2 separate regions of the Zea mays genome follow, and region 1 is linked to region 2. The links are chromatin contacts, called in public Hi-C maps. All regions are on one chromosome and are shown on one strand. The core of a region is the stretch at or near the end of the contact, and the rest is flanking DNA. Distances in the headings are between cores, read along the strand shown. Region 1 holds the start of LOC100277295. Region 2 holds the start of LOC100283234 (50S ribosomal protein L4-like).

Region 1 (7,344 bases), core at 2,864-5,363, 220 kb after region 2:
AACTTGAACCTGGTTGGTGGGGGTGTACATCCATCAGTTTTTAAAGGCGTCGCCTAGGCGTCCAGGCTCTCAAGCAATCCGAGGCGCCTTGCTCGCCTACCTCGCCTAGGCGTCCAGGCGATGGCCAATTTCTTGTCTCGCCATACCGCCTTAAGAACCATGACATCCACACCACCCATCAACTGAGCTAGGATCAGTTTCTTGGTAAAAAATGCCTAAGAACTAAATATTCGGTTCACCAGTCACGAATGGTTGTGATGTGCTTCACTGTCCACAAGCTCTGGTCCATGCTGTTGGAAGTATGCCAAAACATAGGCTCTATTGATCTACAACAACAACACAGCCTTTTAGACATAAGCAAGTTAGGGTAGGCTAGAGTTGAAATCCAACTGAAACCACAAGTCAATGTTCAGGCACATGGATAGTTGTTTTTCATGCACTCCTATTCAAAGCTAAATCTTTGGATATATTCCATCCTTTGAAGTCTTATTTTACTTCATCTTCCCATGTCAACTTAGGCTCTACTGATATAACTAGCTAAAATTGTTTTACAGACAACTAAATACATTTGAATCAAACTAAGAAGGTACTAATCTACGTACTTAGTTTGATCTAAATGTATCTAGTTGACCATGCATGTTAGCAAGGGGGTAAGACAATCCCTAGTATTGCATTAAGAAGACCTCATGCAGGTTGAGAAAACCTCTGAACACCTGTCCCACTAAACCTTAAACCCCGGCGCCATAGCCCATGTGACAACGACTATGACCAGGGGCTGGACTTTAGACATGTGCTTTGGTGTAGAATAGGTGAGGGGATTTTTTTAACCCAACCTAAAATTCTCGTTCTCACAAGGAGTCAAACTCAGGACATGAGTGCTAAGACCACCTAACCAATTTAGCTTGTTGCCCTTTCACAAATCGATCCATCACAAGAATTAACATTTTTCTAATAGTTCATGTGCGCTTGTGCTAAATCGATGTCTCCTTTAATTTCTTTTGCTGGATGCATTATTTTGTTAGTATCCTGTCTCTTGATATTAAGTATGTTCAACTGTATGGACAGTGCCAAGCTAATTGAGATCTACCGCAACCGTCATAACATAAGTGCTTCTGGTGGTCTAAGTGATCCTGCTGTTGCCACTGGAATATCTGATCTCATGTATGAGTCCAAAGAAGTACATAAAGAGACCAATACTGTCCAGTCTGGTATTGATCCCGATCTGGCAATGGCCTGGGCAGCAGGTTTGGAAGACGATGTTTGGGCAAACAACGCTCCAGCTGTGGATAAAGTAAGATTATTTGTTGTGTTTCATAAATTACTACTGTTATGTATCAGCTTTCTACCTGTTTGAGGCCTATTGTGTTTTTAGGAAAATGACCTTTTTATGAAAAAAGAAAGATGACTTCATTTCTTAATCATTTCCGGATAATTACTCTTTTCTTCATTGAATGTGCTTAATTTGGGAGCAACATTTTGCTAGCCATTGTCATTGGAACTGTTTGATTGAATTGTAGGTAAAGGACTTCCTTGCCGGTGCTGGAACTGATGCTCCTGATGTGGATGATGAGGAATACATGAACTCGAGGCCATCAGTCGGATATGATGATATGTGGGCTAAGACAATTCTTGAAACTTACGATGCAGAGGTAAGTATTGTTACACATGCTCAATGTAGTTTACTCCACATGCTTCCTACATGTGTACAGATAGTTAAGCTTGAATAATCATTTGTTGCAGGAAGATGATGGTAGGTACTCTGGTGGATCCTCTCCTGAATCAACTGGTTCTGTTGAAACCTCCATATCGTCCCATTTTGGAGGCATGAACTATCCATCACTGTTCAGTTCAAAACCGTCAAGTCATGGGGCCTCACAACAAACGGTATATTCTACTGCATCTATGCTATGTTCATTTCTTTGGTGCCGAGAGGAGGGTGTGCTAAAAAAACATTTACTTAACATTGTTATCTGAGTTTAGACAAAGCAGATACTGTACCATACAATTTTAAACCATTTTACAGAATGGATGGATATGGTTTCTGATAGGTTTGCCTTTGCTTCAGATACGTGAAGAACCACCCTCATATTCGACGTCAGTACTACAGAGGAAGGAATCATTTGAAAACCCCCTTGGAGGGGGTGGAGGACGAAGTTTCGGATCCCACGAGGATGAAGATAAGAGTTCTGGTAACCCTCAGTCTGGGAAAGCTTTGTATGACTTCACAGCAGGCGGTGATGATGAGGTACGCGGGTAGTAATCCTTTTTGTTGTTTGTCTTATAAATTCCTGAAGTGATACTTCCATGTTCAGAGTTTGATGGAATGTTGGTTCTGAAATCTTTTTTTCTGGCTTGGGGTAACGGATGTTTATAAGTGATTCACTGTCTTTACTATTGGGATATAATTGTTATTAATGTATTATTGTAACTATCCAGTTCAGTGGCAAATAGCTCAAAGAGAGAGACGGCTTTCATTTGAATGCAAACAAGAGGACAATTGGTTAGGTTCAGTCCTAAATTGGAATTTTCTTTTTTGGAGGACCCTCACCTATCAAGCTAGTCTTTAGGGTTTAGGTTCAATACCATGGTTAATTGTGGGTTCCGGTGAACCTTGGCCCGGCAGCAGCCTCTAGATAGCAATCTGGGTTGAATCTGCTTTCATTCTAACACACTTATTCATTATTCATGTACATTGTTTTTTCAGCTGAGTTTAAACTCTGGAGAAGAAGTGGAGATTGAATACGAGGTCGATGGTTGGTATTATGTAAGTTCCCATCTCACCATAGACTTTACTTGTCTTTGATTTGAAACAAACAGATTTTAAGGTTGACGATTTTTTTGTGTGTGCTCAGGTGAAGAAAAGGAGGCCTGGAAGGGATGGAAAGATGGCAGGTCTGGTTCCTGTTCTGTATGTGAGTTCATGATAACAGCCGTGTGTATCGTTTCCCACACTTGTGGAAGCTGTTTGGAGTTCATGGGCTTAACAAAAAGGCACACTGGAATGCTCCCGAGAGATCTTCGCATAAACTCGTGCCCGTCGTATAGGCACGTGGCCTTGTGGAAGCAGGTCATATCCAGTCATCTTGGGGTTCGTATGATGCTGCAGTGCTGTTCCTGGGAAAGATTTACGTGTTGATTTGTCTGGACCCACACCACTAGTCATTCAATTGATTGTTTTTTGTTGCTAAGGTGGAGACTCTTCAGAGGTTAAACCGTTCATCTGTGCCATTTTGCTGCCGTCTGTGTTCAAGAAGGCAATTTCGTCGTCTCCAGTTCGTGTTGTGCGATATATATTCTAGTAAAATTGTAGAGGCATCATTTCCCCGGCATATATTATTTTGGTCGTGTATGGTGTGATTCTGGTGGTAAAATAGTGTCATTAATGTTGTGTATATTTGTTTCCGGGTGGATTACAGAGTATATAACTATAAGGGGGTGTTTGGTTTAAGAAATCACTACATCCAAATTGAGGTGGTGCATCATGTGTTCATTCCTCAAATTTGGTAGGATGACCCTATTCCTCATATTAGTACTAACTAACTAATTATGACGAATGAGGTGGTGATGATCAACTTATTCCATTTCACAAACCAAACAAAAATAGTGAGGAGTGAGAAGATGATGGACTAGTTCATTCCTCAAACCAAACATCCTATAAAGCCGTAGTTTTGTTTAGGATCATCAGGCTAAAGCTTGGTACCGAAGTCCGGCACAGCACCAAATACAATTTAGGCTGTTTGCTTTAGATTAAAGTTAGCCACTGATGCAGCTGTTACAGCTGCAATCTATAGATTCTTTTGAGACAAAAGTCGGTATGGATTAATGCTAAAACCTTGGCTTGTCTGGTCTGGTCGTCTATTTGGTCTATGGCGGGGGGCTGTTAGCGGCTGCTGCTTTTCCAGTTCGCGCTACCATCGGTAGATGTAGAAAAACGTGATTGGATCAAAAGTTATTCTGAAAATATGGTCTTGGAATTGCGCTAACTATTGTTGCCATGCTCCTGGCCATTTACCGATTTGCTGATTTGCCTTAGGAAATGTCGCCCGGTCGGTCGGTTCCGTGTCTCCTCGACGGCGTTCCTGATAGCAGCTTTCAACGGGCATTGCACAAGGCGGGGCATTTCTTGTATCGCCTGCCTCCAGGCTCCAGCATGCTCTCTTTCTGCTGAGCTCCCCGGACCCCGATCGCGACTGCATCAGAGTAGGGATAAAGGAGAGAGAGAGCCAGTGATTGCGCAGTGGGCACCAACGCAACGCACCGTTGCCTGTGAAGCAGCGCAGCGCGGAGCGGAAGGGTCCAGCGACCGCGACTGATGGGGAGGAGCGGCGGCGAGACCGCGGGGAAGCGGCAGCAGTTCGGGAGCATGGAGGAGTTCTGGGGCTTCTACCTGAGCCAGCACTCCAAGCCGGGCACGCGGCGGTGGCACTTCCTCGGCACGCTGGCCTCGCTCGCCTGCGCGGTGCTCGCGGCCGCCACTGGCCGCGCCGCGGTCCTCCTCGCGGGCCCCATTCTCGGGTACGGCATGGCGTGGTACAGCCACTTCTTCTTGGAGGGCAACCGCCCCGCCACGTTCGGTCACCCCGTGTGGTCCTTCCTCTGCGACCTCCGCATGTTCCTGCTCATCCTCACCGGCCGTATCGACGCCGAGCTCGCACGCCTCCGCGTCCGGCCGACGGCCGAGTCCACCGACGCCGCGGCGGCCTCTGCGCACCATGACTGATCCGTATCCTCCATGCTCGTCTGTCTTGCTTGCCTACCCGGCTACCCGTAGCGAGTTTGAAGTGAAGGCCTAAATCAATCGATCACCAGCAGGCAGTTCGTAGGTGTTTCTTGGTAATATCTGTATCAACAACCATTTCAACTTGTATCTCTAATCTCTATATAATAAATACCATGTTCTTGCTCTAATCTTTATCACCCCACCTCTTTCTGTCTGGTGTGGTTGAAAGGCAATTTCGAAACGACATAGAATTTTCGCTTAGTTTATTTTGAAGGTCCGATTGTTTCTAGAGCCTTAGGATCAGAAACAGAGTAATTGATTGACTGCTGAACCACGATTAGAACTTTATTCCTTGCCATTTACAGCCAGAACACAGAGGTCTAACTCGTAGCACGCTTAATTTGTTCCATGTAAGAATCACAAGAATCTCGACGCAGAACAGTAAAGATACGGTGGACAACCAGTGTGGTTCCTTATTCTAATGGTAATGGTGGAAAGCACCCGTCTGAATTCTCATGGCTGGAGATATACAGTCCCTCAGCTGTCGCTTCTGCTTGGCTTGTCTGACGCCGGGTACACCTGAAAGGAAGCAACAGCAACTTGCTTAACGATGCGTTCGTGAGTAGAGACGCCGATTGGAGCCGACCCTGCACCTGCATAGGATAAACTGGACTGTGCTCACCCAGTCTTACCGTGTTAGCTGACGGGATCCACTCGTTGGTAGCAGGGTTTCCCCTGCAAGAAGCATGTCGCTCCTCTGCATTGGGATCTTCAGACAGTTTGAAGGGGGCGCCTTTAGCTTTGTCCATCTTGATGAAACCCGTTCCGGTCTGCTCGCACGCGCCAGATATTAGCACGCACTAGTAAAATAACAGTAGTCTGGAACTGGAAGCCAGAAGGAGGAGGTGGGAATTAAAGAAGGTCGTGTCAACCGTGTGGTGCTGCTCGCCGACGCCGCCGAGGTCCTTGTAGTACTCCGTCTCCACGAACTCATCTCCCACATTGGCGCCCTCGTACACCAACCTCTGACAAAAAAAAACACAGATTATATTATACTGACCCGTGCGTGCTACAGTTGAGCCTTCGGAATTCCGGCGGGAGGAGAGGGAGAGAAGAGACGCGAGAGACCTCGGTGTGTGCTTCCAGCTCTTGGAACTTGTCCAGCTCCGGGTGGGAGTTGCCGCCGACGTCCGGGACGAGCGCGTCGACGTACACGGCGGAGTGCTCGCTGCGGGAGGGCTTGGTGTGGCGCTTTGGCGCCGCGTCGTCGTAGTACTCCCGCACCTCGGCCTCCAGCGCCGCCTCGTCCTCGGCGGAGAGGTGCGCGTCGCTCCTGTTGGGCGGCCTCGACATATCCCCTTTCCTTTGCTTCCTCCTCGCTGCCGCGTCGTCCTCTGTGCAGTTAGTGGGAGGCCGAAGGCGTGCCGTGCCCCGTGTGCTATAATGGCGCGCGGTCGCCCGCGATGGCTGATGGCACCGTGCCGCGGGGCCAACGAGATATTTGTGAAGGCATTGCAAAATATCTCGAGGAGGACAGGGCGGGTAGGCGCAGGTAGCTCTCGTTGCCTTTGCCGGAAGTTTGTGAGAGGCCAGGAATGCTCACTGATCGCTCCTCTGAGGTTGTGAATTGTGATGCCGTAGCTCGTACTGGGTGGTTATCATCTTTTACTCTCGGTGTCTAGAGATCAACGTAGCAGATAAAAGTAGAAAAAAATAGATACAAGACAAAAAGCTATTTTTATTTCTCTAATAAATATTGATTATTTAGATGAGCATATATCATTCTTCAATTTATTTTACTCTCATTGACATTGACAACATTGAAACCGGTGTGATGAAGGAATAACCCGATTAGGCCTTATTCGGTTAATACCGTTACCTATGGATTGGATGTAATTGGAAAAAATTGTGAAGAAATTTGATTTATTTGGGGTTTAAACTCACCCAATCCTACTCAATCCACATGGATTGAGAGCTAACCGAACAGGCCCTTAGGTGGGTCGCATGAACGGTATTTACTGAGGCATCCTTTGGATTGTAGAATTAGTAAAACATAGGGATAGGAAAAATGTAGAAATAGAGTTGCATGACACTTCCAAATCATAAGAATTTTTTAAAGAGGTTGGACCCCATTTTAAAAATTCTTCAAAATCTCACTACAATGGTCGATTCTATAGGAATTTTATAGGATTTGTAGGAAGTCAATCCTTTGTTCCAAAGGGCCACATAGGAAAATTTTCTACAGGAATTTAATCCTTCAAAGTTCCTCCATTTTTCCTTTGTTCCAAAAGAGCCCTGAGGTTTGATCTGGTGGAGGGCTGCAAATGCAACATTAAGGGCTAATTTGGAAACCACATTTTTTCAAGGGATTTTCATCTTCTCGAGGGAAATTATTTTATTTTACCTTAAAAAAATAGAAATCCAAAGCGAAAATGGAGTTACCAAACTAGCCCCGAAGGTGTAATACCCAAATTCTATATGAAACAAAAGGGTTTTCTATAAGTTACTTGATTATGTGATTATTCCTCCCCTTTTCATATTTGTTTACCAAGAATATAAACCATCAGGTGAGGATTAGAATTTAACCAAAATAACTTAAATAAATAAAGGTGCATCATGCTGAG
Region 2 (7,247 bases), core at 3,163-5,662:
GGTTCATTCGCCAGCTTCGTTCCCCACTTTGTGAAGGTTGAGACGCTTCTGAATCTTTGCTCGTTGTGTTACTGTCAGGGTGTCTACTACTACTTCTACCAAATATTCCGGAACAGGGCCGAGGCAAGGGCCCTTGAGCGATCCAGGAGAGGGCTTGGCGATGGGTCTGTCGGCATGCTCCAGTCTCTCACTGTCGCTGCCCTGTCTGGGTAATTGGAATGTATCTCGGCACTTTTCTTTTGACTACTAGAAAGCAGTGGATTGTCTGTTCCTGGAGATAGTTGCTATCACTTTTGTTCTTATCAATTTTATGTGATCTTGCTGCCTCATTTATCTCGCGTTTTTTGTAGCTGTGTCAATGTACTGCTCACAAACCCGATTTGGGTTGTTGTTACACGAATGCAAGTGAGCATATGTTTCTTCTCTGCTACCTACTTTTAGTGCAGAACTGGAGATTATCTGGCATAGCAATAGCATTGATACTTCATTCTGTTTGCAGACTCACAGAAAGGCAAACAAACAGCAAAGACCTCAGGGTTTGAATTGTGCTCTTGATAAGCCCCTTGAAGCTGCTACAGCTGAAAACGCTCCATACAAAACGATTGATGTTGTAAGTACAACTCTTGTAGGAAGAGATACTCTATTCATGATTAATGTATTCGAATAGCTACATCAGGACAATATTTATAACTTTGCGTAGTAAAGGTAATGCTCACTCCTGATTTCTAGATGGATTGCAATTCAGTAGTGCTTCTCTTTAATTTCTACCCTGAAGATTTGATTTTAGGTTTTGCTCTTACACTTGGATTAATATCAGTGTATTAATTTGCAACAGGTAATTGATACCTATAACTTGGTTATATGCTTGACATCGTTAGTTGCTCTTTCTATGCTGTCAATTGGTCATGCGGGGTTGGGTAGAAGTTGGCAATGTTGTGAATTCGGTAGGGTATCAGCCTCTTTTTCATAGGGTTTCTCCGCTAATCTGCCATGGTTAGCTAGTTGAACAGGAAGAAGCGCTACACAACTAGATTTTTCTTAAAACCAGTACTGTTTTTATGCTATGCTCACTGCTAGTGCTAGTATTACATGCATCTCGCTTGGCCTGATTGGAGGTAAAGTGAGTTGAATCTGAACTCTAAATAAATTGCAAGTCAGTGCAAATGTGAAACTCAAAACCTCTTTGATTTTGAAAACAGCGGATGTAATACTTGCTAGAACCAGACAATGATCAGTCAAAACACAATGATTTCTTTTTGCATTGAGGATGTATGGACATCTAGAGAACCATGTTGTGGTAAGCGCTGAAGTAACATGAGTAATAACATTAGTTTAGAAGACTAAGTAGTGTGATTCAAAGGAGACCTCAGTGGCACTATTGCATGGCTGAATCCTAAGCTGTGATACTGATGTAAGGAGAGGTAGGGTTGGCTGAATTTGACATGAGATGATGAGAGGAGGCAGTAAAAAAGAGACTTGAAAGGGTGGAATATACCTAGATAATTGTTCTTGGATAGGAATGTGAAGCTCAGCTATTCAAAGGCCTGAACCATGATCATACTTTAGATCCCTTAATAATGTGACTATAATTGATGACTTAATAATACTTTATGCCATGTTCGAAGTTAGTGGGCATTTTTGTTTCTTTAGGGCAAGACTTCAACCAAAACTACTCTGTTAATGCCTTGTGTTACAAAATCATAATCAATGAAGGACTTCTCAATACAAATCTAATGACGTCAATTTTGAAAATATGTTTTAATAAAGAAATTATGAGCCAAAGGCTTGTCCTACTGAAACAAAATACACCTACTAGCTTCAAACGGAGATAGTATATTGTTTGCTCTTTCTTTTCGCTTTATGTTGGTGCCATGTTAGGTTTCAAATCTAACCCGCTTCAATTTGCTTGGGCCTACAAGGCTTTGTTGTTGCTGTTGGTTTTCTGACTAGGTTTAACTCCAGTTTCAGGAACTCTACAAAGAATCTGGAGTTCTTGGCTTCTGGAAAGGGGTAATTCCGGCTCTTATCATGGTAAGTCGCTGTTGCTCGCCGTTTCTGTTGCTTCTTAGTCGTATAGTGTTGCTATTTTACAATTTTATCTGCTTCTAGGTTAGCAATCCCGCAATTCAGTTCATGCTATATGAGACTCTTCTGAAGAAATTGAAGAAGAGACGAGCCTCTAATTTTAAGGGAGCTGATGGATTGACTGCTCTTGAAGTAAGCTTTTGTTTTTCCAGTGGTAGGAATTGCCTCAAGTGATTTATCTTGAGTTTTGACAATACCAGTTTGCATAGTGATTACTTGTTTTATTGGGGTCTGAAACCCTGAACCTATTGTAAAAGTGACTTGAATGAACTTTGGTTTGTCTGTGGTGGAAAAAAAGTGACTTGAAAGCCTGTTTGTCTGGGACATGTATTGGTTGCTATATGTTTGACTCTAGATGTTGGAGATAATTTGGCACTTTCATCTGCCCATCTATACTAGTATTCCTATGGTTTATGATAAAACTCTAACCTGACATTGCAAACATTCTTATTCAGATTTTTCTTCTTGGTGCTGTTGCGAAACTTGGTGCAACCGTCGTTACGTATCCCCTTCTAGTTGTTAAGGTGATTAATTATTGGATTGGTGATAACCACAGTTGTTCACTTGCATATTTGAGTGCATACCATAAATCAAGCCTTTTCTTCGTGCAGGCAAGACTTCAGGCAAAGCACATGATTAACGATGACAAGAGGCATCGCTACAAAGGTACGGAAGTTCTCTACCTTTTGTCTTTCTTTAATCAGGTCTCATTTCTTGCTGTTACTGGATTGGTATTGAATAATATTTAACTTGCCACGCCATTTCTTGCTGTTACTGACAAACTATTGAAGATCTTAATGTGCCATTCTTGCGCTCAGGTACACTTGATGCGTTCACAAAGATGGTACGATATGAGGGTCTGTCAGGGATGTACAAAGGAATGGGCACAAAAATTGTGCAAAGTGTTTTTGCTTCTGCTTTGCTTTTTATGATTAAGGAGGAGCTGGTGAAGGGTGCTCGACTATTGGTAACTGGTAACACTAGTCTGGTTAAGAAACTACCATCAAAGTCATCAAGATGAACTACGGGCATCGCAAGCGTTAGTATATCATCCTAAAAAGCCATTTATTATCCGCATAAACCGTAAACAAGGTCGACAAGCTATAGAGCTCGCCTCTGCTTTGGATATGTCAACTGTAGGTTACACAATAGCCAGTATGATTCACGTAGGGACCAAAGACTATGTTGGATAGATATTTGTATCATTCATGTAGAATGTATCGTGGAAGATCGAAACAGAAGAAAATAAATAAGTATGATAATTTGAACTTCGGCCATCTGCTCTAAACTTCTGATTTCCTGACTTGCTTTTACCTTATGGTTTGTGCAAGGGTGGCAGAATATCTGGAAAAAAAAACTATCATGAGAATGCAATCCGCAGTCATCTATTCAGGTTTCTTGACCTGCATGACTTTGCTTGTTACCTTGTCGGTAAGGAGACGCGTGCAAGTTGGTTATCATCAGGAAGCCAAGGGAACGTAGAACTTCTGATTAAGGCTGTGCGCAGCGGTCACCGCTAGCACTCCCCCTCCCCTTGCATGCCGTCTGTAGGGGGCACCCTACGGCCGCAGCGGTGCCCCCTACAGCGCCCCCTACGCGTCGGCACCCTTCTATCTCCCCCCAGATCTAGCGTGTCACTGTTCATCACCCTAAACACTGTGCTGTGGGTCCACGAGTAATTGTTAGTAGATAAAAAATTAATAGTTGATATAGAAAATGATATTTTATAGTTGTAGTGGGGTATAGGGGAGTATTTAGGGGGAACCGCTGCGGGAGATGAAAAAATAGGGAGAAAAATAGGGGGGAAAAGTGATATAGGGGGAAAAATTTAGGGGTAACGGTTGCGGATAGCCTAATCCTTTTTACCTAGAATTTCTGAAGATTCGTTTTCACCCTTTATCTATCCCAGCTGTGCTGAAAGCATTGGGCACTTGCAGTTGAGTCTGCAGGTGCAGCTGACTTAAGTGCACAGGCACGGTTTCGTCTCCTCCCGTCCCGTGTCAACCAGTTTTAGCAAACTGCAAGCAAATAAATTCACTTAACACGGCAAATGCCCTTTCATTACTTGTAATATTAATGGATTTTTAAGGAAAAATTACTCAAACTTGTGAAGTGCGACTGCGACTAGCCGACTCGGCATGAGACCTGACTCGGTGACTCCTGAGACAGTTGACAGTGTGCCTTCTTGTGGCGTTGGCAAGTAGGGACTACGAGTCTGTCTGGGGAGGAGTGGCCGAACCGAACGGGTGGATAACAAAGGGATAGAGAAGCGGCAGCTGCAGAGGCAGAGCGTCAGAGCCATCGTCCTCGCCTCACCCCGTAGTCCCGTACCTAGCGCAGCGAAGCCGGCACAATGCCAGCCGCCGCCGTAGTCTCCCCTCTCCTCCTCTCGCTCTCCTCGTCCTCCTCCCCCTTCCTCTCTTCCTCATCCACCTCCTTTTTCCCACCCTCCTCCGCTGCCGTCACTCCACACGCCGCCGTCAGGACGAGGGCGGCTGTCTCCGTCCTCCGCGCGCTGCGCGCCGAGGCGGCCACCCTCCCCGTGCTCTCATTCACCGGAGAGAAGGTCGGGGAGGTAACCCTCGACCTCAAATCCGCGCCACCCTCCACCGCGCGCGCTGTCGTGCACCGCGCTATCATCACCGACCGCCAGAACGCGCGCCGAGGCACGGCCTCCACGCTCACCCGCGGCGAGGTCAGAGGCGGAGGGAGGAAGCCCTATCAGCAGAAGAAGACGGGGAAGGCGCGGCGGGGGTCGCAGCGTACCCCGCTTCGTCCCGGCGGTGGCGTCGTGTTCGGCCCCAAGCCCCGCGACTGGTCCATCAAGATCAACCGCAAGGAGAAGCGCCTTGCCATCTCCACTGCCATCGTGAGCGCCGCCAAGGACGCCTTCGTTGTCGAGGAGTTCGAGGAGGCCTTCGCGTCGGGGCCCAAGACCAGGGATTTCGTGGCCGCTTTGCAGCGGTGGGGGCTTGACCCGAAGCAGAAAGCCATGTTCTTTGCCACGGACTTCGACGACAATGTGCGGCTCAGCGGCAGGAACATTGGTTCCCTCAAAATGCTCACACCCAGGACGCTGAACCTGTACGACATACTCGACGCACGCAAGCTCTTCTTTACTCCTGCTGCTGTAGACTACCTCAACTCCAGGTACGGAGCCAGTGTTTCCGATGACTACTATACTGATGACGAGGATGATGGCGAGGAGGAACTGGTCGAGCAAGAAGCAGAAGAAGGCACCACAGCAGATGCTGCTCCAGGTACATAGCTACAGAGTATGCTTTGCTGGTTGCAGTGCGCTGCTTGATTATTCCTGTACTGGCCATATATGGGCTCTCTGCTAGTAACTGCTATCCTTCAGTTAGTACATGTCTCAACAGGTTGAAGGAGAATAGCAAATGGTAGTGCTACGAAGCAGTAATGCCGATTGGATTGAATTGCATCACCATTATTTTGGGGAACATTTTATCTACAATGTAAATTTGAATGGCATAAAACCACACTACTCAAGGACCAAGACATGGGGTTTGAATATCGGTTTTGTACAGGACTATGTTTTGCTGAATAAAAATGCACCTCTTACCATATTTCTCATTTTTCTAAAAGAGAGTGGCAGGAGCTCTGCCTTGCATTGAAGGGAAATAAGATGGTTTTGTCTGAATGGCAGACACGCCTCAACATAAAATAGGACAACCACAAATTTCATGAGAGAGCCAACCTGCAAAGAAACAAAAACAAGACACAATTGTTGTGGCGGCCAATGATGTCGGTGTCACGGCGGGAGAGGGCGTGGTCGACCGTATGGAGACAACTGGGGCAGTATTACACCGTGAAGTTGAAGCCGAACAACTTGCTCACCCACTGGTGCCGCAGGATCGTTGAGAGGCGTTGATCAGGCAGGAACTTCACGCTAAAGTGGTTGGTGCAGATGAGTAACCGGCGCCCCCAGAGATATGGGCGCCAATGACGCACGACTTGCACCAAGTCGATGAGCTCTCGTTCGTAGGCGGCGATCTTCTGGTGTCATGGCACGAATGGTCAGCTGAAGTAGGCCAGTGGTCCTGCGCCCTACTGAAGGATAGCGCCGAACCCTATGCTCGTCGCGTCACACTCCACGACGAACAAGGTATCGAAGACTGGCAGATGGAGGACCGACACAGTGGAGTGTGCGCGCTTGAGTGCGGTGAAGGTCGTCTCAGCCTTCGGTGACAAGTGGAAGGTGTCCTTCCCTAGCAAGCTGGTGAGTGGCGCCACGATGAGGTCGAATTCCTATATGAACTTCCTGTAGTACCCCATAAGGCCCAGGAAGGTGCAGCCAAGACGTGACGGCCTCCACCTTGTCTCCATCCATGGCTACGCCATCTACGGAGATGACGTGCCCTAGGTATGCGACGGACGTCATGCCAAAGGAGAGCTTGCCAAAGAGGGAGTGTGCATGGAGGCGTCGAAAAAGGCGTGTTGCAGATGAGTTGACCACGAGTCGTTGTAGATGAGAATACATCAAAGAAAACAAGGACAAACCAACGGAGTAAGGGCTGCGTGACTTCATTCATGAGGCTCTAGAATGTTGCCTGCGTGTTTGCCAACCCAACTGGCACCAACAGAAACTCAAAGTGGCCATGGTGGGTGTGAAACACGGTCTTCTCGATGTCGCCTGTGTGCATGCGGATCTGGTGGTACCCGGAGCGTAGGTCCAGTTTTATGAAGAAATGGGCGCCATGGAGCTCGTCAAGGAGCTCATCAACGACGGGGACGACGAGGATTGGGAACTTGTCCTTCACCGTGTAGTCGTTGAGGAAGCGCAAGGAGTCGATGTAGAAGAGCAAGGAGTCATGCTTCTTGACGAGGAGCATCGATGTGGAGAAGGTCGACGTGCTAGGCTAAATAACGCCCTAGACCAGCATGTCGACGACTTTGCACTCCAATTCGTCCTTATGGACCTACGAGTAGCGGTAGGGTCGGACAGCGACTGTTGTCGTGTCTGGCTGCAAGTGAATGCAATGGTCACATGCACGAGTTGGTGGCAATCCAGAAGGCATGGCGAAGACATCGATGTTGGCGAGAAGATCGTCAAGGAGTGGTCGCGGCTCAGGCAGAATAGTGTGGAGGGCTATCGACGTCGTTGCACAACATTGAGAGCCGACACCCTTCCAATGGACCTG

What was found. A called contact is a pair of places that touch in the nucleus more often than the background predicts.
Region 1: a contact with region 2 is called in a Hi-C map of root tip, with 7 times the contacts expected there. The contact joins the promoter of LOC100277295 here to the promoter of LOC100283234 in region 2. A contact is called at or near these places in 12 of 25 Hi-C or Micro-C datasets (bundle sheath, ear, endosperm and 5 more) and 1 of 3 datasets of contacts at active chromatin or transcription factors (seedling).

What each region holds. Positions count from the first base shown.
Region 1 is chr1:38,488,330-38,495,673 of Zm-B73-REFERENCE-NAM-5.0, forward strand. It overlaps LOC100277295, which reads left to right and starts at 4,114. Exons shown (of 1, transcript NM_001360554.1): 1 at 4,114-4,919. The coding sequence starts at 4,313. The coding sequence ends at 4,720. It overlaps LOC100274171 (SH3 domain-containing protein), which reads left to right. Exons shown (of 25, transcript NM_001360553.1): 20 at 1,066-1,291; 21 at 1,518-1,649; 22 at 1,741-1,884; 23 at 2,066-2,245; 24 at 2,705-2,764; 25 at 2,853-3,446. The coding sequence ends at 2,924. LOC100275298 reads right to left here and starts at 6,248. Exons shown (of 4, transcript NM_001149413.1): 1 at 5,849-6,248; 2 at 5,653-5,745; 3 at 5,413-5,550; 4 at 5,042-5,299. The coding sequence starts at 6,073. The coding sequence ends at 5,258.
Region 2 is chr1:38,263,265-38,270,511 of Zm-B73-REFERENCE-NAM-5.0, forward strand. LOC100283234 (50S ribosomal protein L4-like) reads left to right here and starts at 4,413. Exons shown (of 2, transcript NM_001374454.1): 1 at 4,413-5,345. The coding sequence starts at 4,439. It overlaps LOC100285700, which reads left to right. Exons shown (of 11, transcript NM_001158591.2): 4 at 79-209; 5 at 351-405; 6 at 500-610; 7 at 1,963-2,031; 8 at 2,110-2,217; 9 at 2,541-2,609; 10 at 2,697-2,751; 11 at 2,904-3,373. The coding sequence ends at 3,106.